Linked DNA regions of Astyanax mexicanus: region 1 is linked to region 2. Evidence: chromatin contacts called from public Hi-C data. All regions are on one chromosome and are shown on one strand. Each heading gives the region's core, a stretch centred on a gene start, on an enhancer-like site or on the middle of the called end of the contact. The rest is flanking DNA. Distances are from core to core; before and after follow the strand shown. Region 1 overlaps ksr1a (kinase suppressor of ras 1a). Region 2 holds the start of ksr1a (kinase suppressor of ras 1a).

What was found. A called contact is a pair of places that touch in the nucleus more often than the background predicts.
Region 1: a Hi-C map of muscle shows a contact between it and region 2, with 8 times the contacts expected there. The contact joins the enhancer-like site here to the promoter of ksr1a in region 2. A contact is called at or near these places in 2 of 3 Hi-C or Micro-C datasets (both in muscle).

What each region holds. Positions count from the first base shown.
Region 1 is chr20:5,397,246-5,402,658 of AstMex3_surface, forward strand. ksr1a (kinase suppressor of ras 1a) reads left to right here. Exons shown (of 19, transcript XM_022680976.2): 7 at 520-603; 8 at 695-756; 9 at 851-960; 10 at 2,172-2,340; 11 at 3,181-3,222; 12 at 4,368-4,416; 13 at 4,524-4,587; 14 at 5,370-5,413. Among protein-coding and RNA genes, the nearest start is that of LOC103047365, 15 kb to the right of the region's middle. Within about 2 kb of position 2,271, the one cell type or tissue checked has an H3K27ac peak away from gene starts, as active enhancers do.
Region 2 is chr20:5,350,332-5,355,487 of AstMex3_surface, forward strand. It overlaps ksr1a (kinase suppressor of ras 1a), which reads left to right and starts at 2,134. Exons shown (of 19, transcript XM_022680976.2): 1 at 2,134-2,224. The coding sequence starts at 2,192.

The DNA.
Region 1 (5,413 bases), core at 1,021-3,520, 47 kb after region 2:
CCCAGGTATTCAAATCTGGACTTTGTTATCACTCAGGGATCAAATGTTAAACCTACCAAATGTTTGAGTGCATCAGTTGTAAAGTTGTGTAGAGGTAGAGTTACAGGTATACAGTGAATAGCCCTATTTGAGTAATGTTCTAATCCATAATATGGTAAGAAATACTCTACTTATTAAAGAAAACCATTCAGAACATTATGATAAAACTGGCACTCATCAGGATCATCCCAGGAAATAAAAAGGAGGAGTCAGAATGTGGATCTTCTATGGCAACATCGAAAGAACAATTTGATATAGATCATTTGTTAAGAGTAAATACTGGCATTACTGTCTTGAGACTGATGTGCCATCCAAATGATCAGCCCTGACACTGAAAACTACAGGCTGTAATTTCTCACGTATTTGGTAGGTGTTTCTAATAAAGTGGCCACTGAATGAAAAAAAAAAACCTAGATAGATATTTCTAATAGATGTGGATGAAAAGTATGGAATGTTTATTTATGTTTATTATTTATTAAGGTTCTCCACCAAGTCCTGGCTGTCACAGACGTGTCAAGTGTGTCAGAAGAACATGATCTTCGGAGTGAAGTGTAAACACTGCAGGTGTTTTTTTTTTTTCTAAGTGTCTTAAGCTGACCTGAGACTTCACTTACAGTTTCTATGAATGTTCTTACATCTGCTTTAATCTCCGCAGGTTAAAGTGTCACAATAAATGTACAAAAGAAGCTCCATCCTGCAGAATATCGTTCCTTCCCAGTAAGTGTCTCCTCACTCATACTCTATTCAGTAAACGACCGCAGAGTCCTTTAAAAGCTTCAGTCTCATATTTCTTCACTGTTCCTTCCCTCAGTCACTAAGATCCGGAGGACGGAGTCCGTGCCGTCGGACATCAACAACCCTGTGGACCGCCCGGCCGAGGCTCCGCAGTTTGGCACCTTACCAAAGGCAATAACCAAGAAGGTACTGACCTTTATGATACACTAAAACAATAAACACTTCAGAATATGCATAGAGAGAGAGAGCAGCTGCTTCTTTCTTTTTCCTGCAAAAGCTGGGAAAAAAATTCAGTTACACAGTAGAGGTAGACAATATGGTGAGAGTATATCACAATACTTTTCATGATATCAGATTTTTAAAAATCAAAATTTCACATCATATACATGATATGATTCAGTTTAAGTTGAGACCCTACACAAAATCACATTTTGGTTCACACTGTGGTTCATCAGTTCAGTATAATATAGGGCTGCACGATATATATCGTTTCAGCATCGTCATCTCGACATGTGCAACATGCGCAATAGTCCCTTAAGGCAATTAAATCAAACACGTCATGCTGCAATGTTTTGATTCTTGACACAAGAAGTACTGTAGATACACAGCGCTGTCTCTGTGTCTGTGTAGGTGACAGGCTGCTGCTGCCTAAGAAGCGTGGGGGCTCGGGGAAGCGCTCGGGGGGGAGGGGGGAGCATGGCCGCATGGTCTCCATCCACATGGTTGGGCACGTGCTTGTAAACACACTTGTCGAAAGCTTTTGCGCAGATATTTCCAGTTACAGCTGAATTCACGCTTTTAATTCCGGTAAAATGCTCTTATTTACCTTTTAAAAAAGTCATTTAAATGCCTGATTAAAGGGCCAATCACTGTTGTTTTGCTGTTTTCCTCTGGTTTTGAGTGCATTGTTTAATATTGTGATATATATCGACGGAAAAATATATATTTTTTTCCAATATCGTGCAGCCCTAGTACAATAGGACAAAAAGTTTCAAACTATCAAATAGACTGTCATATAAGTAACATTGAGTTTCACCTAGTATCAGATTAGTACAGCCTGTAGAGTGTAGGATAAAAGTCTTACTGTACTTAAGTACTGAAATACTGTATCTTTATCTACTGGAGTATTATTTTTACTTCACTACTGTACTTAAGTACTGAAATACTGTATCTTTATCTACTTGAATATTATTTTTACTTCACTGTTGATCTTATTAGAAGATTTCGCTGCTCCTGTTCTGCCTTTTACTCTGAAAACTTTCCACTGCTTTCTGTAATAACTACAGTATTGTACTTTTACTTTTGGTACTTCACTACTACATTTTACTATAAACTACTCATTTACTGTATCTGTCTCTCTCTTTCTTTTTAACTGTCTTGTTCCTTTTCTCCTGTAGGATCATCCTCCCGTACTGAATCAGCTGGACTCCAGTAGTAATCCCTCCTCCACCACCTCCTCCACGCCCTCTTCTCCTGCCCCCTTCCAGCAAAGCAACCCACCTAGTGCCACACCACCCCCAAACCCCTCTCCCAAAGGTCACCGTGACAACCGCTTCCACTTCCCAGGTGAGTATTTAGCTATAGTCAAATGATCCACAGTGTCACGTGTATAGCATGAACAGGGTAGTGGTTGGTAATAAATGCTACAAGTGGCATCATATACAGTACATTATAGTACATCTGTAATAACACTGCCAGGTATAACTGATTTCAGATATTTCCCCCTTTATACCTTTTGTAACACACTAACACATACAGCTCTGTAACAAACATAAGAGACCACTTAAAAATGATGAGTTTCTTTGATTTTACCAAATTGAAAAGCTCTGGAATATAATCAAGAGGAAAATGGATGATAACAAGCCATCAAACCACCAAGCTGAACTGCTTGAATTTATGCACCAGGAGTAAAGGCATAAAGTTATCCAAAAGCAGTGTGTAAGACTGGTGGAGGAGAACATGATGCCAAGATGCATGACAACTGTGATTAAAAAACAGTTTTTCCTGAACTCTTAAAACTTTATGATTTTATAACTATATGAACTTGTTTTCTTTGCATTATTTGAGGCCTGAAAGCTCTGCGTCTTTTTTGTTATTTCAGCCATTTCTCATTTTCTGCAAATAAATGCTCTAAAAAACAATGTTTTTTTTATTGGGAAGAAATGTTGTCTGTAGTTTACAGAATAAAAGAACAATGTTCCTTTTACTCAAACATAAACCTATAAATAGCAAAATTAGAGAAACTGATTCAGAAACTAAAGTGGTCTCTTAATTTTTTCCAGAGCTGTATTTCTAATAAAGTTGTTGTGGGCATACTTGGGTCCAGTCTTGCCTTTTAACCCCAGACTTTCTTCTCTGTTAATCTTCCTGCCTGTCGATTTCTCTCCTCATTCCTTGTCCCTAAAGCTGCCTGCTACTTTCAGCATAGACAACAGTTTATCTTCCCCGGTGAGTTCAAGAAGCCCTGAAACGTTCACGCAGTGTCCTGAACCTTGCTATCCAGACATCATCGTAGGCTTTAAAGGAGTAGTTCAGTCAGCTTATTACGAGATCCGAATCCCGGTCATGCAGCTTGCCATCAGCTGCCAGAGCCCTGAGAGAGCACAATTGGCCTTGCTCTCTCTGGGTGGATAGATGCCACTCTTTCCTCTCGTGACTACAAAAAGGGTGATGTGGATCAGCACAAGGCTGCGTCTGTGAGCTAATGTATCGGAACCGAGTCGCTGCGTTTTCCCTTCGAGTGTGCTGTGATGCTACTCGGAAATGCTGCATCCGCAGCAGTTTAAAAAGAGGCGGAGTTTGACTTCACATGTGCATGTGCTAGTCTTCACCCTCTTTGTGTTGGGGGGATATACAGCTGATTAGCAGCTGAATGGGTGGAACAATTGGCCACAGATATTGAGGACAAAAAGGATAAAAAAAAAGGATTTAAAAAAAAATTATTGTTATATTGTATTACTGCAACTAATTAAATGTTACAGTTTTATTTAGTATAAATATAAGCACTCCTTTAAACATTTAAACAACAGTAACTAACCAAAACTCCTTTTTCATATGAAAAGATTTTGTATAAAATAGTAATAATGTAGCATAAAATGATTTAATGTAGCATAAAATCTGCCACAGAAAAAAAAGAATATTTAATACATGCTTCTGAACAAACATAAAAAGTATACAAACATACCTAAAATAAGAGCTTCAAAGTAAATAGCAAAACCAATTGTTTTAAAAGTTATGACATTAATATTATGTGCGATACAACATGGCACACCCCTAATTCCAGATTATATCAGATTAGATTGATGTTTGCCAATAACTCTATATTATATCAAATTAATGTATTAGCCTTTTAGCGTGTCTGTTGATCTACTCCTTTAACTATATAAGGACAGGTGCATGTCCATGTCTTGTGATTTGCATGAACTGGTCTGATGTTTGTAACGTGGTTCTAGATGCCTCCTGCTGGTGAGTTGTGTTACTGCATGTCTGGGCTGATGATGTTCAGGTGCTGTAGAAGGAGCTAGTGTGTGTTTGCTGCACAGTGCACATATCTGTGCTTCAGGGTCTAACCGTAATCTTTTTCTTTCACCCAGATGTGTCCAGCTCTAATACTCTGCACCCAGAAGGCCTAATAGACACAGTGTAAGAGGGCTTAACTGAAATACATGAGATATATATGGTTAATATGTGCATTTGCTCTGTTTAAGTGTCCTAATGGAATTAATGACTTCTCTCTTTACCTCCATCAGCAATGAGACTGACGCATCTGCAGAGGATCCACATGCTGAGCTGGCTGAGCATGAAGATGGAGAGGTAAGATAAAGGGATTTACATTATTTGATTTACAAATCCATATGGATACCTGAAATTAAGGGTATTTAAATAGTTTATCCTTCTTTTGTTGGAGTAATTGTCTCTGAAAGAAGACATTCTACTTGATTTTGTTGGTGGAATTTTGAGCATTTCAGAGAACATAGTTTTGCTAGTCGTTAGCTGCTAATGCTAATGCTGCTGCACCCAGCCTTAGTGGAAATCTGGAAATCTGAGCTTACTGTAAATAAACTGAAGTGCTTTACTTGATCTTACTTATTTTTTTTTTTAACAATTTAGCCAAGCCAGTTAACCCACCCACTTTCTGAGACTCCTATGAGAAAAGTTTGATATAAACATATAAAAATCCCTACATAAAAGACACATCTAATGTCTTCTGACAGACAGTATGTAGTTCCAATTGTATGTCGCATGAAAAGCCATTCTTTATTAATATTATGTAATAAGAATACGAATTTTTCCTCTGAATATAATTGCTACATGCAATATGTAAATATTGCTGTTATTCTTTACATTATGTTCACATTTTGTGATGAATTGACCAATAGAAATGCTTAAAATGACTTTAAAAAAAGAATAAAATCCTTTTACATTGACTACCATCGTTTTTTTTTTTTTTCCTTCTTTGTACAGTTACTATTTGGGACATTTTGGACATTTGTTGTGTGACATCATCAATATGTAGTTTATGTAGACTAAGCAATCATGGACCTCTGAACTATGAGAAGAACTTTACCAATCCCTTCTGTTCTTTTATCCCTTAGGAAGAAGAGGAGGACGAAGACGCAGAAGTGGAGGAAGAAGAAGA
Region 2 (5,156 bases), core at 884-3,383:
AAATTGAATTTAAGATTATTATTATGCCATTTGTATAATGAGTGTTTGTTATTATACCACAATGAAACAATTGTACTCTTTTAAAGAGAAACTAACAATTCTTAATCTAATAATTAAGAATATTTATTTTGAAATATACTAATAAATAATAATTAAATAAAACATAAATGCAAAAAAATCTGATGGTATACTGGTTTATTCACATTAAAGAATTCTTCTTTCTAAGAAGTTCATAAGCTCACTGAGGTTAATGAAAAATAATTGAGGTTATGTTTATATATTGTACAATAAGCCAATTATGTTATTACTGTTACAGGTCCAGTTATATCATGGCATATCGCTTATCAAAATTTCTCTTAAACATATCGCTTGTCATTTCACTCAGCCATAATTCATATTAATAAACACTATAGTATATGTATCTATTGATCTATTATGGTTGTTTATAGGATAAAACAGTAGCTGACCCTGAGAGCTGAGTGTGATAATGAGTGTACCTGAGCCCTGCTGCTGCTGCTGGTGGTAGGTTAGATTCTGGTGGTGGTAAGCAGGAATGCACACAAAGCTGCTTGTCTCAGGTGCTTTCAGTCATCAGGGGACAGACTATCATATTCCCTCAATCCAATTTACTCCGCTGTGATGCAGAGAGAGATTCCTGCAGGCTGAAATGTGACCCGAGGCCTGGCCAATGGCTGCGCGGCCTGCAGGATTCAGACTGTACGCAGGGGAATGGCGTATAGATTAGGTGAGCTGGTTTATTAGGTACACCATTTAATCAGAAACACCTATATTACAGTGCAGGTGTGTTTAGGGGTGTTAAATTACTGACTGTAGACCATGTTTTAGAGCAGCCTGTATCACTCCCCCCACCTTTATCTGATAATTAATGAAAAAGGAAATTATTGAAAATGCAAATATCATTGGTAGTTTTCTGCACAGTAGTGGCAGGGGTCATCGTTAGGGTGACATTACATTGCATTACATTAAATTACATGTAGTGTATGCTTTTATCCAAAGAGACTTTCAATTATTTAGCAATAGAGGACATAGGTAAAAAAAAATAATAATATTTTTTTTTTGACAGGGCCTAAAGGAGGCCAAAGCGGAACAGTGGGATAGAAGAGGAAAGAAGAGAAAGAAGGAAATGAGGGTAGAAGTTGTTACTTTGTTAAAGGTGGGTAGGAATGAAAAATAGAGCTGGGTGTCATCAGCAAAGCAACGATAGGAGAACCCATGTGAGCGGATAACCTGACCTAGAGAAGAAGTTGCATATGGAAAAAAGAAAGGGGTCCCAGTACAGAGCCCTGGGGAACCCCAGTGGACAAGGAGTGGGCTAAGGACAGCTGTCCTAGCCATGACATCTTAAATGTTTGAGAGTATAGATAGGAGGAAGTCATAAATGACTGTGTTTTGACATCATGTAAACAAAAAAAGGCATGGGAACAAGATAATTAAGGTGTAAGAACAAGTTTGAAATAAATTATAGCCATTAAGGCTTTGCCACAAGGTACTTTTTTTCACAGCTAACAAAGCAGCTCTCAGGGGTTGTTAACAATATGACGCCTTAATAACACACATTAGGATCTCATGCTCATGCCTTAATAAGTAGTGGCCACACATTTATTTATTTATTTATTTATTTATTTATTATTATTATTTTTTTTTTTTATATGATGTCACCTTAGAGGCTCCAAAGTTGTTCAAAGGAAAACATTTCCTTTACTCATGTTTATGATATCAGAATACTGTGATTCTGCGAACCATTTCCTGTGGTGTTTCTAAATGGATACATTTATCCTTTTTATATATAGAGTCAGCATTAAAAGTGGCCAGTAAAATTGCATTTGTTGGTATTACAGAGACTTAATAGCATCCCATTCATCGAGTCCTATCTAAAATAGCAACTTAATGCATCAGCTTTTCTAGTTTTCTGATGTTAATAAAGGCATTTGCACCAATTACAATGTCCTGTAGTCTAAAAGACTGCACACTGCACTGCACTGCAGACAGTGTGTGTATTGTAGCTGCTTGTTGTGCACGTTGCATTAATTGGATTTGAAGCCTTAAGGCTCACAACCTCGGCTTGGCCTCAAAGGCATGGTGAGGTTAGCCCAAGCGAATCCCTCTCAGGTCTAGACGAGGGGCTGTATTCACGCAGACGGTCAGTCTCTGGACACTGCGGCCTCTTCTGATGCTCGTGGGGGACATCCTGCACATCCTGCAGGTGAGGGAACTGGAGAATTTTAGTGGCAACTTAGTCATTTAGATAGAGGGTGTTTGGAGGAAGGGCATATTGTATATACAACCAGACAGCATCTCAATATCCAACTCTTTGTGTGGGAATGACCCTCTATGGGCCTTTCCCTTTCTACATAATAGTGAAGCATAATTCGTTTATTTGTTCTTTATTCTATACTTGCAGTTTTGCTCACAATCATATAATTTCAAAATCTCATTTTGCTTAAGTTGTAATGTTTTTAAAATAAGGTTAGCACTTTTAGAAGACTATAAAATATGTGTGGCTGCAAAACAGATTATGCTAAAATCAGAGAATTGCGGCTGGTAATACCAGCAGACCCCAGTAGGTGTAGTCCTTACCAAAGCATCTGAGTTTAACATGTGAAATTTTGGTCCAATACTGTAATAATGTAGATTATATGATTGTTTGTTTTCTGAATAGTGAAGGATTTTGCAGCTTAGCACACTCTTGTTTGAGTACATTTGCTTTGTTTGTTTGTTGTGTTACTTTTTCTACTTTTTCTACTTTTACGTCATGTCAGAACATAGTAGTAACATTTTAATCCCTACACTACTAAACCTGTTTTATAAATAATACTATAAATCCTAATTTCATTTATTCATTGATCTATTGTGTTGTAGTTACTGAACGTTTCATAGTAGTAACTAAATAATGCACAGTGGACACTAAATAAATCAGAATAGGGCTTTCATAATTCATAGTGGGTACTGAATGATGCATAGTGCATATGAATAATTCATAGCATATACAAAATAAATAAAATTGTATAGTGGTAATGATTCTAAGCATTAACTAAACAATTCATTGTGGACATTGAGGAGTTATAAGTAGATTTTATTTTGAAGAACTAAATAATGAATTGCAGTAAAAGAATAATTCACAGAGGATACTGAAGAATAAATTTATAGTGGATACCGGGGATTTCTCAGTAGGTGCTGCATAATTTATAGTTACAGTAAATAACTCATAATGGATACTGAATAATTCATAGTAGTAACTAAATAATGAATTGCAGTAACTGAATAATTCATAGAGGATACTGACAAATATATTTATAGTAGATACTGAAAATTTTAAAGTAGTAACTGAGGTGACTGAATATTTCATAATAGATACTAAAGAATTCGTAGTGAATAGTGAACAATTCATAGTAATTACTGAATAATTAATAGTGGATAGTGAATAATTCATTGTAGATACTAAATATGTTTAATAACAATCTGTTTACATCAAGGACACCCCATCAACAACTTGAGTTACATACATACATACATACATACATTATGCAATATTTTTATATAAAAAATAAACATTTTCATTAGAAACACCAGTCATAATATCATAATGCAATTCACATTAATGCACTTTGTGTCTCCAATGTTGGAGTAAAATAAAAAAGTCAAGTGCATATTGTGACATTATATGCTAAAATGATGCTGAAACAGTATGTAATGCAAAAATCATTCATCTGCTGTTTTTTGGAGGTTCACTCTGTCACTGTGTTGCCTGTAGTTAGTACTAGATAGATGACTCAGGGTTCTGCAGGACTGGAGATATGTGGTTTTGGTGACAGCAGGAGAATACAGTACAGTTAGAGAGCAGAAACTGTGTTTTGGCGTGATCCGGCTCACAGAGAGGCAGCGAGGCCTTTCTGAGACACAGTGTTCGCTGAGGGACAGATGGAGTGAGAGGCAATACTTGGAGAGTGACTCAGCACTGAGACGGGAACGTTTAATATGGGAGAACATCACACCTTCACAGAGATGAGAAATATCTGCCACGGCAACACTGTCAGCGTGTCCCAAAAAACCCCAACCACCCTCCCTCCCTCCCTCCCTCCCTCTCTTACTGTCTTCTGTTTCTCACTCTCTTTCTCTCTCACTCTTGCAATAATTTACTCATCTGAAGGCCTAATTAGAACCTGTTGTACACGACTGTCAATATCAATAAGACAATATCATATATTATATTTAATTCTATATTAATTCTATATATTCAGGGTTTCAAAAAGCTTAAAAATCAGAAAATGTCTTTATTTATTTTTTTATTGTATTTAATTTAATATATGGACACATGTTTATCGTTCACAGTTTATTCAGATTTTGTTGGAGGAAGTCTACTTTTCTAATCTACTTTTGAAAAAAAGGCTACTAAATTCTGGAGCATTGCTGTGAGTATCCGTAACTCCCCAACTCATCACAAAGGTATTGGATGGATCACCATCATACCAGAGAACACAGTTTCACAGCTCTATACTGCCTGGCATTGGGAAAGTTTCATATTTATCTGCTCCATTGTCCTATTCTTTTGGAAATATTTCTCTAGAAGGGGTAGACAAGCTGTGTGTGTGCATTTGCACGTCTGTATTTTATATAGCTGAATGTGAACATGCTGGTGTTCTGACCCAATCTATCCCAGGAATACCTGAGAGATACAATGTTTGACTTTGTGACATTCAGAACTCTTCTCTTCCTCACCAGTTATTTAAAACAGCAAGCAAAAAAACTCAATCTATCCTTTATATTTCACAATTTTATTTACAATTTAATTTTATCTACACCTAAACTGATGTACAAATCTGCCGAGCTCAGGCTCAATCTTGGTCATGTATAATCATATAAAACATATGTTTAGTAAAACAAAAGCTCACTTCTGTGAATATGGTGGTTATTTTTCAAAGTTTACTTAATTACCATTGTGTGAACATTTAAACTGCATTCTGAAGTGTTTCAAGTGCTTTATCACATACACAGTATAGCATCGTGTCAACAACCTCTAATTTAAACATTACAGTTCGTAAATTTGTCAATTTTTCAATTTTACCTGCCTTCAAACATTATCTTTGCCAAATATGTAGTTTCCATATTGTTGCTTTTGTTCCCATTAGATGCTATTC